Regions from separate parts of the Sus scrofa genome. Here region 2 is linked to region 1. A link is a contact called in public HiChIP or PLAC-seq data. All regions are on one chromosome and are shown on one strand. Each heading gives the region's core, a stretch centred on a gene start, on an enhancer-like site or on the middle of the called end of the contact. The rest is flanking DNA. Distances are from core to core; before and after follow the strand shown.

Region 1 (5,045 bases), core at 1,014-3,513:
TGGTGCAGCAGAAATGAACCCAACTAGGAACCATGAGGTCTCAGGTTCGATCCCTGGCCTCGTTCAGTGGGTTAAGGATCTGATGTTGCCGTGAACTGTGGTGTAGGTCACAGACATGGCTCAGATCTTGCATTGCTGTGGCTGTGGTGTAGGCTGACAGCTGTAGCTCTGATTTGACCCCTAGCTTGGGAACCTCCATGTGCCACAGGTGCAGCCCTAAAAAGTTACAAAAAACAAACAAATAAAAAAACCCCAAAACAGGTAACCAGGCCCAACTCTTTGGATATTGCTAACTGAAAAAGAAAAATCAGGCCGTCCTCACTCCCACCCCTGCTGCTCTGTGAAAATTCAGGCCTCAGCTCCTAACTTTCAGAACTTAAATGGGTCAGTCTCAGAGCCATCCAAGGACCTATTTTTCTGTTATGAGGCAGGGGTCAGGACAGAGCCCTTTTTGAAAATTGCCAAAAGGGAATCAAACATCAGTGCTTCAGGAGAATGGAGAGGGAATCGATGCAAACAAGTCATTAAGGAGCCCACGGGGAGCCTCCAGCAATAAGCTGAGGCCCATGTGCCCGGCAGGAACGCAAGTGCAAAAGTGCAAATCCCTGCATGGGGGCCAGTGGTCCCCAACACGGCAGGTCACTTGGGTAGGCAGCACATTCCCAGCAGCCAAGAGTGGAGACTCCCTGGCAAGTGAAGTCCAGCCACAGGCTGCCATGGCCATGCTGGGTGAGATCCTTTTGCCATCCACATTTGAAGGGTCAAGGGCCTGTGCCTCGTCTTCATTCCCCAGCTGCCTGACCACCCTTCCAGGGATCCAGGGAACAGAGAGAGACCCGAAGCTTACCCTTCAATATCCGAAACATCTTTGGTCTCAAAGTGGCCCGTGGCAAGGAGTTCAGGACTGAGCTTCCCCCCGAAAAGCAGCTCCTCCTTGGCCATCTTCACCAGGATCAACCTCACCAGCTCCCCCATGTACAAGCCACTGATCATCTTCTCAAATCTGGAGGGAGAGACACACCAACAAAATAAAGTCCCTGCTGCCGCTGACCTCACACCTTCCTTGTGGGAGCAACACGCATACACGTGAGGCTGATGCAGGACAAAGCACTAACTTGCATGGTGCCTACTAGGAGCGAGATGCCTATAGAAGTGAGAGCTGGGCAGGGGTGGGGCTGGAGGAGCCAGGAACCCAGGCTGGCTCTGCAGGTGGGTGAACATGGAGAAGGATGGGTTTTTTGGATTTTTTTTTTTAAATTTTTTAGGGCCACACTTGCAGCACATGGAAGTTCCCAGGCTGGGGGTCAAATTAGAGCTGCAGCTGCTGGCCTATGTCACAGCAACACCAGATCCCAGCCACATCTGTGACCTACACCAGAGCTCATGGCAATGCCAGATCCTTCACCCACTGATAAAGGACAGGGGTCAAATCCATATCCTCATGGGAACTAGTCAGGTTCTTAACCTGCTGAGCCAGAGCGGGAATTCCAAGAAGGATGGATTTTTAGCAGCCAAACCAAATATCCAGGGAGTGTGGGGCATCCTGGAACAGCCTAAATTTGAGGTAAACTGAGTAATGTATAAGGTAGTGATTTTTAATAAATTTTTAATGAATTTTTTTTCCTCTAGCAAGAAAATGCTCCTTAAAATAAAATCTTATATAGAACCTCAATATTTATGTACTAACGGGGGGGGGGGGGTGCATACAGGTAATCAGTCTGATTAAATTTGAGGCATAGGCCCAGCAACTCATCACCTCACACACCTCGTGGGCCATTTGTGGATTTTTTTTTTTTTTTTTTTTTTGTCTTTTTGCCATTTTTTGGGCTGCTCCTGCGGCATATGGAGGTTCCCAGGCAAGGGGTCGAATCGGAGCTGTAGCCACAGCAACTTGGGATCCTAGCTGCGTCTGCAACCCACATCACAGCTCATGGCAATGCCGGATCCTTAGCCCACTGAGCAAGGCCAGGGATTGAACCCGCAACCTCACGGTTCCTAGTTGGATTCGTTAACCACTGTGACACGACGGGAACTCCGGTTTGTGGATTCTTGAGAAAACTGTAAAAACGACCCTGGGCAGGAAGATGGGGGCGCGAGGAGAATTGAAGGGCAGGCTGAGACCAATAAGAAGCAGCTCTAGGCATCAGGTGGTCTTGGGAATCTGGGAGGGAGAAGTCAGAAGCTTCTGAGCAGGCAGGAGACTACATCGCCGAGGGCAGGCAGGTAATTTATTTTTTCAACACTAGGTGACACTGTTTTCTTTAGAAGACAGTCTTTCTCCCTCAGATTATGTGATGGGAGAAACCGAGCCCTTACAATTCCTTCCAGCCCAAAAGGCCCTTGTCTGGGTATCCGGGAAAAGATCTGGGTCCTAGAGAGAGGAGCAGGGGTGTGGAAGGGATTCTGATGCCACTCAGTGCAAACTATAAGAGAGGAAGCTGGAAGTGACCTGCTCAAGACTCAAGGCCAGGTATGGCTGAACGGGAGCTAATAAGAGGTATGGTGGAACTGGAGCTCAGTGGAGAGCTGGCAAAACTGCTTGAGCAGAGGTATGTTTAAAATGTTTAAGCACCATCACAGGCCCACGGCCTAAGAGGCAGCCCAGCTCCAACAGCAAGGAATTCCCATGTCTGCTGGCTTCTGTACCTTCTCCAAAATAGCTGGTTCTGTGTGAGAAAGGGGAAGGGGCCAGCAGGGCTCTGGAGTGTAGGTGGTAAAAGTTGTTTTTTTTGTTTTTTTGGTCTTTTTGCCATTTCTAGGGCCGCTCCTGTGGCATATGGAGGTTCCCAGGCTAGGGGTCCAATTGGAGCTGCAGCCGCTGGCCTACGCCATAGCCACAGCAATGCGGGATCCAAGCCGCGTCTGTGACCTACACCACAGCTCAGGGCAACACCGGATCCTTAATTCACTGAGCAAGGGCAGGGATCGAACCTGCAACCTCATGGTTCCTAGTCGGATTTGTTAACCACGGCACCATGACGGGAACTCTGGTAAAAGTTTTTATTTCAGTTTTTCAATACACTTTGTTTCACTGTTCAGAAATATTTATGTAGAAACACATAAAGAGTGAAAAAAGGTTCCCACTCAAGCCCAATAATAACTGCAGGGAGAGCGGACACATCGGGATATATGTCCTTCCAACAAATTTTTTTTTAAGTAGTTTTGGGGTCTATAAATTTCTCACCAAGCCATGGCAGACACAGCACGTATTCTATGAACGTGACAATTAAAGGACTCACATTTCAATGTGTGAGAGAAGCTTGTGACTTTAACTATGCTTTGAGGAAGCGAGGACTTCCCCTGTAAAGAAAAAGGCTCTTTTTATGGAGCTGGTTTATAGGCTGGATTTTCCTCTCCAAGCGAGGATCAGCACCAGAAGACTTCCTATAATGGTCACAGCACCAGCGAGGCCAGAGAGAGCCTGATTGCTCAAAATGTTTTGTAACTGCCTTCAGAGCTTGCAGCAACCTCTGTCTCAAGATCTTGAATGAGGACATTAGGCAAATGTCTGCGAGTGAAATAATGTTTTGTAAGAGTCCAAAGTAACCAAATACCAAGTCTGACCAAGCTGGAGAGTGTAACATTCAAGATGCCGCATGCTAGAGCCCCTTCTCTCTCTGTTCACTCCAGGACCCTGGCTGGACCACAGGTGCAGGGAAAGTGGCTTTCTTTTTTTGTTTTTTGTTTTTTTCTTTTGTATTTCCTAGGGCCACACCCTCGACATATGGAGGTTCCCAGGCTAGGGGTCGAATGGGAGCTGTAGTCACCAGCCTACGCCAGAGCCACGGCAATGCCAGATCAGAGCCATATCTTCGCCATACACCACAGCTCATGGCAACGCTAGATCCTTAACTCGCTAAGCAAGGCCAGGGATGGAACCCACAACCTCATGGTTCCTAGTCGGATTCGTTAACCACTGAGCCACGGTGGGAACTCTGGGAAGGTGGCTTTCTTAACCAACTTTTCCATAGGCCTGGGGTCTGCCTACAGCTGGGGTGGGAGGCAGGGCCCAGCCGAGCTCACCGGCCAACACTGCCTGAGATCTGGGTCAGAACCTTGGCCAGGAATTAGAAGCCAATGGTCTCAGCCTCATCCTCTGGGCAGTCTCAAGGTGGGAGCTACGAAAGATCCCTAATCTTCCCCATCTCAAAATGAATTTTCTTATGTGATGCACAAACTGTTTCTATGGGCAGCTTACAAACTGAAGGTGGAAAGGAAGAAGAGCAGGGCCACAGGGCCTTCGAACAGGATGGCTCTCAGAGACACAGCCAAATTGTGACCTATGTATGATCTGGCTTGTCCGCTTGCTCTGTCTGTCTCAGATCCCTCTCAGCATCTTAGAGACACAGTGTATGTCATAAGCACAACATTCCCGTAACCAGCGTGTGCCTTGGCAATGTTGAGGGGCTAATAAGACTGCAAAGTGAAAATGAGGACCACCCGCGGGCCCTGGCCGCCCCCCACCGCCCCCCATCCCCAGCCCACCGCACACAGGGGAGGTTGCTCACAATTGCTTCCCGGGGTTCAGAGAGCCCATGTCGATCTCCTGGTCAAACTCGGTGCGGATGTCGTCAAGGGCGCCGTCATCCCCAAAGGCCCCCCACTCCATGTTGATACACATACGCCCCTCGTCACCTTCTACCATGTCGATGTGACGCATCTCCTCCATGTAGCAGGCATTGCTGCCCGTGCCTGGACAAAACAGGGGGACTGCTCAGCACCCACCTGTACTGCACTCCCCCCCAGCCCCCCACCTCCTTCTTATTTACTTATTTGTCTTTTTAGGGCTGCACCCAAGGCATATGGAGGTTCCCAGGCTGGGGGTCGAATTGAAGCTACAGCTGCCAGCCTACACCACAGCCACAGCAACACCAGATCCCAGCCTCATCTGTGACCTACACCACAGCTCACGGCAACACTGAATCCCTGACCCCCTGAGCAAGGCCAGGGATCGAACCTGCATCCTCAAGGATGATAGTCAGATTCGTTTCTCCTGAGCCACGATGGGAATTCTCTTTTTTTTTTTTCTAATTTACTTATTTTTT
Region 2 (5,191 bases), core at 1,752-4,251, 74 kb after region 1:
AGCTGTGATGTAGGCTGGCGGCTACAGCTCTGATTCAACCCTTAGCCTGGGAACCTCCATATGCCATGGGTCAGGCCCTAAAAGACAAAAAGGAAAAGGAAAAAAAGAGAATCTCAGATATAAATGGTTCACTATTCTTCAGTGCATTATCATCAGCTCATAAAAAGTCCCTCTTCTTGTAATTTCTTTCTTTTCATTTTTTTTTTAATTTCAACCCTGATAGTTCAAACTTTTCCTCCCTAGCCCTTGTCATAGACCAGCACTCTAGTATGTTTGATATGGGTCCTTAACTATGCATGCATTCAACCTTGTAAAAGAAGTTGTATATGCTTACATTTTAAAATTATATAAACAACATGCTGCTTACAAAGGAAAAACCACGAGACTTTCCTATGAGGTCTTGTTGTGGCTTTCTCCTGATGAGGTAGCTGAGATTCATGTCTCCTTTATTTATACAGAAAAAGAATACACCCCTTGTTATTTGAACTAACTCCAGAGAGTATTTCTTGCAACCAAAATAACCCAAGGAACATACTTCCTCCTTGGGTGGTTGTGAGCTTACCTGAGAGCATGATGTGGTGTCTAGACATCCCTGGCCCACAGCTCCTTAAGTCAGAACATCTTTTGTTGTAGTTGGCAAAGGGCTGGATGATGATTACGAGTTCCCATCATGGAGCAGTGGTTAACGAATCCGACTAGAAACCATGAGGTTTCGGGTTCGATCCCTGGCCTTTCTCAGTGGGTTAAGGATCTGGCATTGCCATGAGCTGTCGTGCAGACGTGGCTCGGATCCCGCATTGCTGTGGCTCTGGTGTAGGCCAGGTAGCTAGAGCTCCAATTGGACCCCTAGCCTGGGAACCTCCATATGCCGCGGCAGCAGCCTAAGAAATGGCAAAAAGACAAAAAAAAAGAAAAAGAAAAAGAATTCAGTCTCCATATGACCCAGTGACCCTTTCTAGACATCAACAGCACTCCTAACACTAGCCTCAAATACTGTCATAGGCCCTGGGACATATGATTGAAGTTAAAGAGGCTTTGTTTTGTTTTGTTTTTGTTTTGTTTTTGTTCTTGTTTTTTGTAGTTTTAGGGCCACACCCACAGCATATGGAAGTTCCCTGACTAGGGGTCTAAATGGAGCTGCAGCTGCTGGCCAATGTCACAGCCACAGCAACACCAGATCTGAGACACATCTGCAGCCTACACAGCAGCTCATGGCAACACCAGATCCTTAATCCACTGAGCAAGGTCAGGGATCAAGCCTGAGTCCTGATGGATACTAATATGGTTCATATTAGTGTCCACAACGGGAACTCCGAAGATGTTAAAAGTTTAAATCATGACTAGACAGAGTAAAAAGCCCAGTACCGACCCAGAAACATATAGGGATTTTTAGTATATGCTAAAGACAGTTTTTCAAGTCAGTGAGGAAAAGACTGATTCATAAATGGAACATCAGGGTGATGATTGCTGATGAAAAATTAATTTGGAGCCTTATCTTACTGCTTACAACAAAATAAATTCCAGATGAAACAAAGATTTATAGGCTAAAAATTTAATTATTAGAAAAAATCATGGGGAAACTTTTGCAATAACCTCCAATTAAAGCTTTTCTAGGGAATTCCCATCATGGCTCAGTGGAAAGGAATCTGACTAGCATCCGTGAGGACGCAGGTTTGATCCCTGTCCTTGCTCAATGGGTTAAGGATCCGGTGTTGCCGTGAGCTGTGGCTAGGATCCCAAGTTTCTGTGGCTGTGGCATAGGCCAGCAGCTACAGCTACAGCTCCAATACAACCCCTAGCCTGGGAACTTCCATATGCCATGGGTGTGGCCCTAAAAAGACAAAAAAAAAAAAAAAAAAAAGCTTTTCTAAACATCACATAACAACTTCGAAGTCTTAAAAGAAAGATGAATTTAGCTACACTTCAAAATGTTTAATTCCATGATACAAACCTACCATAAATAAACTTCCTTAAAATATAAATGCCTGTAAGGAAAACATCTCTGTCCCATCTAAAAAAATGGGCAAGAATGTGAAGAGTTCATAGAAAAGAAAATATAAATGCTCTAAACATATGAAAATATGCTTAAGATCACTTATAATAAGAAAATGCAAATTAGATTTACAATGACGTTGCATTTTTCAGCTCATAGACTGACAACTTTGAAAGATTTTAGAAAATATGTTAACAAAAATATATGGAGAGTTCCCGTCATGGCACAGTGGTTAATGAATCCGACTAGGAACCATGAGGTTTCAGGTTCCATCCCTGGCCTTGTTCAGTGGGTTAAGGATCCGGCGTTTCTGTGAGCTGTGGTGTAGGTTGCAAACACGGCTCGGATCCCGCATTGCTGTGATCCCTGTCCTTGCTCAATGGGTTAAGGATCCGGTGTTGCCGTGAGCTGTGGCTAGGATCCCAAGTTTCTGTGGCTGTGGCATAGGCCAGCAGCTACAGCTACAGCTCCAATTCAACCCCTAGCCTGGGAACCTCCACATGCCGAGGGAGCGGCCCTAGAAAAGGCAGAAAGACAAAAAAAAAAAGAAGAAGAAGAAGAAGAAAAAATATGGAAACAGACACTGATAAATTACGCCAGAGGGCAATAATCGATCAAATTAAAGACGAACATAACCTTTGACTTCTAGGAATGTAGTTACAAATATGTTTGAATCTGTCTAAAATTACATGTCATTTTGTTAATGCAAATTATGATTTGCCTAAACAATAGAATACTATATGCAGCAATAAAAAATTGTTGGTGTTCCCACTGTGGCTCAGTGGGTTAAGAATCCGACTGCAGCAGCTCAGGTCGCTGTGGAGGCGCAAGTTCAATCCCCAGCCCTGTGCAATGGGTTAATGGATCTAGCATTGCTGAAGTTGTTGTGTAGGTCACAGCTGGGGCTCAGGTTCAATCACTGGCCCAGGAACTTCCATATACTGCGGGTGTGGCTGTAAAAAAAAAAGTTGTGAAGCTTTTGTGTTATTCATGCAGAACATGTCATTCAGAGGAAAGAGAAAATTGCAGAACAATGTAAGAGTGGCGGGAGAGGAGGAAGAGTGAAAATTCATGCATGTTTGTAGGTACACAGATCTCCAGAAGGTTATGCAAGAAACTTACAGAGAAGTGGGGGCAGGGGAGGGAGACTTAACATCTTGTGTTTAGCTTTTCATACCCATTGAATTTTATAGAATGTGCATCATTATAAAATATAATTAAGTTTTAAACAATAATAAATAAATATACCAAATGCTACCAGTTTTTCCAGCAGAGACTTCAGTGTCTGATGAGTTATGGTTCAAATTTCTATTGACTATATATACAAACAAATAAGGAAGTTTAAAAAGGAAGCAGAAGGAGACTATAGACAGAGTCTGGCTTTTATTCTGCGGTTTGGTTTCCCTAGGCATTTAGTGATGAAGTAATTCCTGCTCTCTCAAACTATGAGAGGGTAAGAAACAGCTCTCCCTCCCTCTTAAGAGATAGCTACAGTGTAGCCTCAGAGAAGGGGGGTTAGGTCACAGAGATGACAGCCTGCTGGTGAGAGCCAGGGCTGGTCAGTGGGGACAGGCAGGAGGTGGGGGCTCTCCAGCCAAGACAGTGGGCAAGCCCCAAGGGAAGACCAGAGCACGGGGACTGCACATTTGGCAGTTGCACCCAAGGCAGGGGCCAGAAGGCCACGCAGGGACCAAAAAAAAAGGGCAGCCTCCCAGGCATGGAGAAGGGAGCATCAAAAAAATAGGTAAGGAGTTGCTGCTGTGGCATAACGGTCTCGGGGGTGTCTCTGCAGCGCCAGGACACAGGTTCAATCCCAGGCTCAGCACAGTTGACTAAAGGATCCATTGTCTCTGCAGCTGTGGCTCGGATCTAATGCCTGGCCCACGAACCCCATGTGCCTTGGGGCAGCCAAAAAATGGAGAGACATTACCTAAACAAATAAATAAGTTCCAGAGGCAGATCATGGCAGCCTGAAAGGGGAAAGAGTATCAGGAATGGAATGGGGTGTAAGGGGAGGGAGATAGGCAGAGGTCCAGCACGCCCAAGGCAGAGAATACCCATCTCGCTTCATTTTGAGTCTGGTGATCATCTCAAGAGATAAGGCCTGGTACTGTGCAGCTCGAGCTCACATTCAGGGTAATGAGGGTGTGTTAATATTTATCCCCACTTAGAGAATGATCAGCACACAGTTCTAAGAGCTTTGACAGGTGGGACTCAGAGAAGCACCCAGCCCGTCACGCCTTCATGCTTCACGTTCTCTCAGCATTGGTTCTGTGCTGCTGCTTAATTGATCATTACCCAGCCTGTAAGACTCTGTACCCATTGCCCTGTGGGCTTTCCTTCATCCGTCCACTCATTCAACAGGAATCTACTGAGTACCTGTTAAGCCCAGAGGGGCAGTGGTTAACACATGGCAAATGTGATTTCTACCTTTGTGGAGCTTACCGTCTAGTGGGAAGACAATTAAAAAGTAAAAATCCAAGGAGTTCCCTAGTGGCTAGTGGGTTAAGGATCTGGCCTTGTCACAGCTTATGGCTCAGGTCACTGCTGTGGTGCAAGTTCAGTCCCTGGCAGGGGAACTTCCGCAGCTAGAGGCATGGCCAAAAATAGTAAAACCCAAATAAATATGTAATTCAGATTATGATACATGCTATGAGTTAATTAATGTGCTCTGAGAATGAGAAGCCAGCAGCTGATTTTGGATCGTGTGGTCAGGAGAGACGGCTGCCTGGATAACAGCCCCCATGGACATTGAGCAGTATGCATGGCATCCCCAGACACCCACTGGGCAGAGTGGAGACAAAAACCTCTGGGAAAGAGAACAGCATGCATGCTCAAAGTCACCAGAATAGGAAACAGTGCAGCAAGGACAAGCCACTGCGGGAAGTACCGACTAGGGATGGCAAGAAGGAAGGGATATGAGAAGAGGCTCAGATTCATGGAGAACCTGGAGAACCATGGAAGGAAGGTGGGATTTTTGTTCTACATTCTAAAGGGTACTAAGCAGGTAAGTGATGTGATTCAATGTATAAAGAATTTAAAGCCACTCTGGGAATTCCCGTCATGGCTCAGTGGTTAATGAACCTGACTAGCATCCATGAGGTGGCTGGTTCCATCCCTGGCCTCACTCAGTGGATGAAGGATCCACCGTTGTCATGAGCTGTGGTGTAGATTGCAGACGTGGCTCGGATCTCATGA

What was found. HiChIP or PLAC-seq counts read pairs in DNA pulled down with a chosen protein or histone mark.
Region 2: an H3K27ac HiChIP or PLAC-seq map of alveolar macrophages shows a contact between it and region 1. The contact joins two enhancer-like sites. A contact is called at or near these places in 1 of 5 promoter capture datasets (fetal skeletal muscle), 1 of 47 Hi-C or Micro-C datasets (blood) and 1 of 2 datasets of contacts at active chromatin or transcription factors (alveolar macrophages).

What each region holds. Positions count from the first base shown.
Region 1 is chr3:68,172,543-68,177,587 of Sscrofa11.1, forward strand. HK2 (hexokinase 2) reads right to left here. Exons shown (of 18, transcript NM_001122987.1): 7 at 4,509-4,692; 8 at 848-1,003. Among named protein-coding and RNA genes, the nearest start is that of HK2, 56 kb to the right of the region's middle. Within about 2 kb of position 2,264, at least 5 of the 83 cell types and tissues checked have an H3K27ac peak or open chromatin away from gene starts, as enhancers often do. A contact at or near this core is called in alveolar macrophages, where this site is marked.
Region 2 is chr3:68,245,415-68,250,605 of Sscrofa11.1, forward strand. No RefSeq gene overlaps it. Among named protein-coding and RNA genes, the nearest start is that of HK2, 17 kb to the left of the region's middle. Within about 2 kb of position 3,002, at least 8 of the 83 cell types and tissues checked have an H3K27ac peak or open chromatin away from gene starts, as enhancers often do. A contact at or near this core is called in alveolar macrophages, where this site is marked.